Linked DNA regions of Oryctolagus cuniculus: region 1 is linked to region 2. Evidence: chromatin contacts called from public Micro-C data. All regions are on one chromosome and are shown on one strand. The core of a region is the stretch at or near the end of the contact, and the rest is flanking DNA. Distances in the headings are between cores, read along the strand shown. Region 1 holds the start of C1H9orf40 (chromosome 1 C9orf40 homolog). Region 2 holds the start of OSTF1 (osteoclast stimulating factor 1).

What was found. A called contact is a pair of places that touch in the nucleus more often than the background predicts.
Region 1: a contact with region 2 is called in a Micro-C map of ear pinna, with 3 times the contacts expected there. The contact joins the promoter of C1H9orf40 here to the promoter of OSTF1 in region 2. A contact is called at or near these places in 4 of 6 Hi-C or Micro-C datasets (ear pinna, psoas muscle, skin fibroblasts and 1 more).

The regions. Positions count from the first base shown.
Region 1 is chr1:155,301,150-155,305,286 of mOryCun1.1, forward strand. C1H9orf40 (chromosome 1 C9orf40 homolog) reads left to right here and starts at 1,466. Exons shown (of 2, transcript XM_002708210.5): 1 at 1,466-2,129. The coding sequence starts at 1,728.
Region 2 is chr1:155,172,171-155,176,265 of mOryCun1.1, forward strand. OSTF1 (osteoclast stimulating factor 1) reads right to left here and starts at 1,811. Exons shown (of 10, transcript XM_051846611.2): 1 at 1,678-1,811. The coding sequence starts at 1,711. NMRK1 (nicotinamide riboside kinase 1) reads left to right here and starts at 1,433. Exons shown (of 8, transcript XR_011379500.1): 1 at 1,433-2,391.

The DNA of each region.
Region 1 (4,137 bases), core at 216-2,715, 130 kb after region 2:
AAGTGAATAGCAGCTGGCACATAGAGCATGGATACACTGGACAAGGGCTGAGTCGCATTCTGGGAAGGATGGAGCAAGAAAGCATGAGATTTCATCACAGCACTCATAATGCACACTTTTAAAAGTTCTGAATTATTTCTGGAATTTTCAATTAATATTTTCAGATGGCTGTTGACCACTGTAGGTAACTGAAACCACAGAAAGCATGGATAACAGGTAACCACCACACATGATAAATTTTACAATTGGATAAAAAAAAAAAAAAAAAACAAGAAAAAAAGTCTATGGAAAGAAAACACAAAGCAATGAACCATTAGCTAAACCACACCCTATCGACTTTGAGCAGGAGCCCTTCAAAGACTTTCAACAAAATATCTGCCCTCTAGCATGAAACTGGACTGAAAACGGCAAATTCGTCCTGTGTGTCATACAACGGGGTTATTAACTTCAAACAACAGAAGAGCTAATATTTTCCTACCTTAGAAAGCCATATATTTCTACTCTTGCTAGGAAGTAAGTAACTGACCAATCCTCCCACAGCCACCTTGAGGTGTCAGGGCAAAGGGTAATTAATATTTAGGTAGTATCTACCGGCTAGAAGAAACCGTCCTTGTTTTTCTCAGAAGACCATAGCTTTTCTCTTCAAAGCACTTATAAGTCCTATTTTCTTCCATTTTTGTTTACTTGGTCACCGTCTTTATGCCAAACTGTTAAAAATACAAGTTACACCGCAGGGGCCTCTATCTTTACACTGCGTGTCAACACACAACTGCGCCGCACTCAAGTTTTTGAATCTCAGTCTGCCAACCTCACCCAGTACGACGGGAACTCGGATTTTCCCTATAATTTAGAAGCCACACAATTTTAGGACTCAGTTGGAAAAGAGAGGAGCAGGCTTGCTTCCTGCCAAAACTACCCAGCTATCTTGGATGGCTTCGTATGGTGTCTGGAATTTCAAATTTCTAAGTAGGATGTCTTCGAGGAATGCCTCCACTTTTCACAGCAGCCGCCACCAAACTAACTTCGTTTTTACTTTGTTACATTTTTTTCCTTCACGTTATCTATTGCCACTTCCTTCAGCCTTGAAACTCCCTGGTGGTTTGGGATAGTAACGTAAAGATTCTTAACCAGCACGTTAAAAAGTCTGTGTATAACCTTGGTCCCTCAATCTCGAGCCGCCCCGAGGGCACTGACCCAAGCAGGGACTACCACACACACCTCAAAGGGATTCTCTCGCCCACAGAAAGCTCTGGAACGCACAGTTCTTAGCCTATTCGGAAGCCGCTCTGCCCCTGCCCCGCCCCGCCCCTAAGGAAACAAGACCACGCCCCTCAGCCGGCTCCTCTCAGGCTCTTCAATCAGCCCGCCACCGCCTTCCCGCTTCCCGCCCCCTGTGCGCACTTCCGGCCCAGGGAGCGCTCGGGAGCGCGCTCCGCAAACCTCGACCAACCAGCGGCTCCGCCGGGCTGGCGCGAGTGCGCGCGCGCAGATTCGTGCGCAGGTTCGAATCTCCTGCGCTTCGCGGTTGCTCGCCAACGTCTGGGCCGCACCTCCGCGGTAGCGAGGGCAGCGCGCGCCGGCTGCGCCGCCCCGCCCCCTCCCCGCTGTCCACCTGCCTGTGGCCTCCTCAGCCGACCGCGGCCTAGCCCTCCCTCGCGCGCTCCGCCCCCACGGTATCGGCGCTCGGCCTCCCGCGCCGGGCCGGCTCCGCCCGAGCCTCTGGGCCCATGGCCAAGCGGCGTGCGGCCGAGCCGCTGGCGTTCCACGTGCCTTGGAAGCGGCTCCTCTGCGATTTCTCGGAGGAGCCGCCTCCGCCGCTCTGGATTCCGCCGCCCGGGGCTTCGCATCCTGGGCTGTCCCGAAAGCGCAAAATCGACGCGGGGGCCATGGCAGAGCCTTCGGCTTCGCCCAGCAAGCGCCGCGACAGCGGGGACAGCAGCGCCCCGGGCGGCGAGGAGCGTGAGGACCACAGCCTGGACACCGTCGAGCCGTCGCTGTTGCAGCCGTCCTTACGGCCCCACGGCCCGGGGGAGGAGTCCCGCGCTGCCCGGCCCCTGAGGGGCGGTGGCGACGATGGGGCGGGACGCGCAGGGTCCCCTCGGGGAGACTGGGGGGCCGCACCGCTCCAGGTAGGGGCTGGGGGCGGCCTGGGAGCCTCTGCGGGTGTGCGTGGGGAGAAAGGGGTTCGTCTTTCCCTCAGACTCCCGGCAGGCGTGAAACGGGTTGTCACACTCGGCTTGTGCACCCCCAGAGGCGACTAGCTGGGGTCACCCCTCTGGAATGGGTGCCAGCCCCCGCCGGCACGTTAGGGCTCCCCGGGCCCACCCTTGACCGCACTTCGAGAGTCCGCTAGGCTGGCCTTGTGCGGGAAAGGCCGTCGGGTGCGGTGGAAGTGGCCCCTCGTGCGGGGGCGGCGGGAGCGTGGTGGGGACGTTGACCGAGGTTCAGCTCCGCGACAAACCTCGGAGCCAGGTGCAATGCGCCTGCTTGGTTTTAACGATGATTATTCTGGAAGCCGTGAGAGACGGCTTTCCAAAGACGGTCGCCGTTGCGGTTGCCATCAGTTTGGTCGAACTAAGGGTGTGATACAGGTCCCACCGCTGTATTTGGGGGAAAACAACTCACGATCTTTAATCTTACTTAAAAAGATCACTTTTGGACATTAATTTGGTCCATCAGGTAAAGTGTACATGAGAATCTCGGGAGTTTCTGCTCCTTGGGAAATGATCCCGTTTCATGCCTGATGCTAAGAATCCCTAGAAGACTCGACTGGGTCCTCGGTGTTCAGTATGGCAGCCGCCGGTTTGGTGAGACAGTTTTTTGCAAGTGTGAAATAGTCGACTTCAAAGAGTTACTAAAAGAAAAATATACAGTACTAGAACATTTTTACCTGGACCTCACGTTAAATAACTTGGATGTGTTGGACTGAATAAAACATTAATTTCACCTCCTTTTTTTTTTACTATGGCAACTAGAAAAATATAAATTTATGTTGATGGCTCAAGTTACAGTGTTGGGCAGGTTGGTCTAGACTTAAGAATGCAAAGTGCTTTTTTTCCTTTTCTGCTATTCTCCTAGCAAGGGGGCTTTCGGAATGGAGACACCAAGTGTAGGGCTCAAAATTCACCAAACCCTTTAAAACTGCAGCAAAGCATCTTTCTCAGATTTTTTTCTGTTGTTTTAAATGTCTTATGGCAGAGTTTATCATAAGCCTTATTCCACCCTCTCCCCAAAATACATTGAGATTTCCTTTGGCATGACTCCTTCAGGTGAAAAATGCAATAATATTATACTTGAGAATGTTTTTTCCCCTGTAATTGTGAAAAAGTATGTTTTAAACTTCATCATTTTGGGGCCGGTACTGTAGCACAGCGGGTTAATGCCCTGGCCTGAAGCGCCAGCATCCCATATGGGCACCGGTTTGAGTCCCGGCTGCTCCTCTTCTAATCCAGCTCTCTGCTATGGCCTGGGAAAGCAGTAAAAGATGGCCCAAGGCCTTGGGCCCCTGCACCCGTGTAAGAGACCTGGAAGAAGCTCCTGGCTCCTGGCTTCGGATCAGCGCAGCTCCGGCTGTTGGGGCCATCTGGGGAGTGAACCATTGGACAGAAGACTTCTCTCTCTCTCTGTGTGTAACTCTGACTTTCAAATAAATAAATAAATCTTTAATAAAAAAAAAAGACTCTTCATCATTCTGATGAGTATTTCTGGTTGAAATCATGAATTGTATTTCTACCCCTAGTTTTCTTGGAGCTTAAACAGTCTTTTTCTTTAAATTGCTCTAAAATGTCACAATTAACTAATTCAGAACACAGTGGTAGTTATCCACACCTACTGGATATGGAGAGAAGTACTGTGTCATTTGAAAAAAAAAATTTTTTTTTGGACAGGTAGAGTTATAGACAGAGAGAGAGACAGAGAGAAAGGTCCTCCCTCCCTCCCACTCCCCAATTGGCCGCCACGGCTGGCACTGTGCTGATCCGAAGCCAGGAGCCAAGTGCCTCTTCCTGGTCTCCCACGCGGGTGCAGGGGCCCAAGCATTTAGGCCATCCTCCACTGCCCTCCCGGGCCACAGCAGAGAGCTGGACTGAAAGAGGAGCAACTGGGACTAGAACCCGGTGCCCATATGGGATGTTGGTG
Region 2 (4,095 bases), core at 561-3,060:
CCATCCCTGCTTGTTGAGACCATTTGAAGAGTGAACCAGAGAATGGAAAATCGATCTCTCTCTCTCTCTCTCTTTCCCCCTCCCTCTCTCCCTTTCTCCCTCTCTTTCAGTTTCTCCCTCTGTATCAATCTGCCTTTCAAATCATACAACAAAAATGGTTCCCAGGAGTGAGCACTCAACTAGTTACAGGATGATTCCGTAAGCCACACCCAAGCATGCATGAATACACAAGCAAGCACACACTCAGCGGCAGCACACACACACACACACACACACTCCTATCGCTGCCCTCCAGATGCAACACAGGCATCACTTACGTCTGGAGAGATGAACTGCTTCTCAGAACACTCTTTAAAGCACTCTGCTTAGCAATCAAAAACCGACTCTGCTTTGTTGGACACTAGAGGTCCTGATTTACATCTGGGTTTAGAAAGCTGACATCTCGTGCATACATACTTCACATGCAAATTCCTCGTCAGATTCCACAAGCAAAGCAGAGCTTTGCCCCATCTTTTGCTCCCCGCGTGGCCAGACTCAGCAGCTGCCTTCACACCCAGCTGACCAAACTGGAAACCTTCATGGACTGACTATTGCACAAGGGTGACTGTTCTGAAGTACAGGAACCTGAGCCCGCCACTGAATGATCTCAAAAGAAAGACAACCTCACAATCACTAAAGCTGTAGAGCTTACCCAACATTTAGGAAGGTCAAGGGAATATAATGAACCCACGCGACTACCTCTTGCTACTGAAGTCACTTCAAAACCTGACGTAAACAGATTAAGTTTCAGCCTTTGCTATTCCGAAATTACAAGACTGGAAGAAAAAAATATTGAGAGTCTTTCGGGTCATTTATCTACCTTTTCCTACCTTTCCCTTAATACACACTCAGCTGTCCCTAAGAGTGTGTTAACGGTGCTGAATTGAAATGTCAGCCCCTTTTAAACGCTCTCGCTTCTCTCTAACGCAGAGAATACTTTGAGAGTCACAAACGAACAAGAACAATCGGCCAAGAAAACTGCTTGGAGGAGTTGGCGAGCGTCACGCCCAAGCCCCTGGAGAGGCCGAGGCGGAGGACGCGGTTGCGCGCCACCGCGGCACCTGCGAAAAGCCACGGCCGAGGTGACCGTGCCGCAGCCCGGAGGGACCCACGGACGCCCCACCGCAGACCCCGGGGTCCCCACCCAGCGTCGCCAGGCTCCCGAGCCCCGCAGGCGGCCGGCTCATCACCCCACCCTGCGGGCCGCGCACTTCCCGTTCGCCCCGGCCGGTCAAGAACTGGAGTTTGACAGTGACACGCACCGAGAAAGAGGAAGTGGCGAAGGAGCCTTCCCAGCCACACTGTTTTCCGTTTTCTAAGGCGATCGACGGCCCTGGCTCCCTGGACAGCTTCGACGGGACTTGGCCATCGCACTCCCGAGAAGGTGGAGCGCATGACAACGTTGCAAACCCCAGCGCGACGCCTCTTTAACAAGTTTTTTTTTTTTTCTTTTTTTAAGATCCTCGAAATCCTTTTGCTCTCCAAAAGTGATCCAGCAAAGCTAAGGACCCCGGCGGTGGGGAGTCTGACTGGGAAAGCGAGGCTCGGGGCCGGAACGCGCCCGGTCCGCCTTGCCAAGTGGCACAGGAAGCGCAGGGCACCGAGGCGGCCGGAGGACCCGGCGAGCGCCTGCCTTACCTGGTTTGACTGGTTTGGGAGGCGGCTTCGACATCTCGCTTCCTGGAGCGGTGACTCCCAAAGACCCCAACGAGAAAAGCCAACCGGTCGCCCAGTCAGCCTGCACTGCGGACGCCCCCAAAGTTTCTTTTTGTGTGATTGGCAGACCCAGCGCCTCCAAGGACCTGCGCCCAGACTCGGCTGCGCGAGGAACGGACGCGGTCAGAGCGGCCGGGCCCAGCGCTCCGCCCCGGCCCGCCCCGCCCCGCCCGCGGCCGGAGCCCTCCCGGGCGCGCGCCGGGCCGACGAGGAAGTGGCCGCCGGCTCGCCGCGCGCTAATTGGCTCCCAGGGTGGCAGCTTCGCCGCGGCTCGGAGCGCGGGGCGGCGCGCACGGCGGCGGGACCAGCAGCGACCGGGCGAGGGCGCTGCAGACACGCGCCAGGGCAGGTCTGGCCGCGCGCACCCGCGACGGAAGGGGGCCGGAGCCTTGCGGGAGCGCGCGCGAGGCCACGCTCCCCGGAGCCCCGCCTCAGTCCCGCCCCGTCGCGGACTGCAGCTGGCCGCTGCGTCGGACCCGGGTGGGCAGGGGCGCCTTCGGGGGCCGCACCTACCTGGCCGGCTTCCTACCTGGGCGGAGCGCGGGGGAAGGCGGTGGGGAGTGGCGGGTCAGCGCCAGGCGCGCACTTGTCCGTCGCCTCTGCAGCGCTGCCGCCGGAGACGCGAGCCGGAGCCAGGTGAGTGCCGGCCTTTCCCCGCTGCACCGCCTCGCGGGGCCTGGGGGTCGTTGCAGAGTGGGTCTGCGTGGGACTCTGGCCTCCCGGAGCGGGCCAGAGGAGGACGCGTGCTCCTGACGGCTTGGGGCTTAGCGTCCCGTGCGAATCCGGGAAATGGGCGCGCTCCCTGCACGGGAACGCACAGGGAGTGCGGAGCACTCACAGAGTCGCACAGAAAGGCTTTGACGTCCTCAGGCCCACTATTGCCTGAGTGTGTACGGCTTTTTAAGAAGTTTCCTACGCTTTTTTAATGGCTGAAGAGAAACCAACAGTATTTTGTAGCACGTGAAAATATGGTGAGATTTAGATGCAGCGGCCCTTATAAAGATTCGTTAGCAGGCGGTCGTGGTCCGTTTGTATATGGATTGTCTGCGCTGCCTTCACTAAGGACCGAAGGCTTGAGTAGCTGCCTGCAAAGTCCAAGACGGTTACTATCTGACACTTTACAGGAAAAAAAAAAAAAAAAAAAAAAAAAAAAAAAAAAAGGTGACCTCTGATCTAGCAGATTAAATCTCCCAGGAGGCTAGGGCTGTGTGCACAAATTCACCATAGCCTCGTCAGCCTTTTACGCTGGTTAAATATTTGGGGAAACAACAATTGAAAAGAAAAAGTATTTACGTAAGGCTGTATAGCAGTGAGCTTTCAGTGTTTCTACGAGAGGTTGGTTTTTCAAAATGGAGAGTTGAATGGGAAAGGGGCCTGGATTACGTTTGCAGGAACCCCAGCCTTGGGAAATTTCTGTTTACCAAAAGGAAGCAAACCTTGAACAAGTAGGAAGAGGCTGCCTGTCTCTTGGAAGATAATCAAAATATCTGCTGAATACAATCAATGAGAAGTCATGAAAACATTTCACCCTTTCAAAACTGCCCGGCTCCCTTTTGATGCATTTGAAAGCACATTTTGTTCTCATGTTGTCATCTTGCAAACTATTTGTGGCAGGCAATTGCTGTCTTCCCTTACAGTATGCTGATTCAGCACACCTTCCCCCTCCTCCAGGAAATATTCTGGAGTTTAGACTAAAAAAGTACCATGTTTACTAGTAAAATGCGTTAAACATAAACACCAATTATGAAAAAAAAAGACTCAACAACATTTGAGAGGCAGCCATCGGGCCTCATGGTTAAGACATTTGTTGAGAGGCCCCGTATGGGAGGCTGGGTTTGAGTCCTAGCTCTGCCCCCAGTTCCAGCTTCCTGCTCCTGTGCACCCCCTGAGGCTGCAAATGGTGGTTCTAGTGATTGGGTCCCTACCACTCACAGGGGAGACTTGAGTTTCTAGGCCAGGCCATGCCACTGAAGCATTTGGGAAATGAGCTGGTGAATGGGAGCGTACTTCTGTGTGTGTGTGTGTTTCTTTGCCTCTCAAATAATGTTATGTATAAAGGGGCTGATGTTTGTCACAGTAGTTAAATTGCCACTTGGTTCACCTGTATCCAGTATCAGATTACTTGGTTCAAGTCCCAGTTCCTCCACTTCCCATCCAGCTTCCTGCTAATGTGAACCAGGGAATCAGAAAATGGTGGTTCATGTGTGTAGGTTTCTGCTACCCACGTGGGAGACCCAGATTGAATTGACTTCAGCTTGGCCCAGCTCTGGTTGTTGCAGACATTGGGGAGTGAACCAGCAGATGAAAGACTTCTCTCTCTCTCTCTCTCTCTCTCTCTTT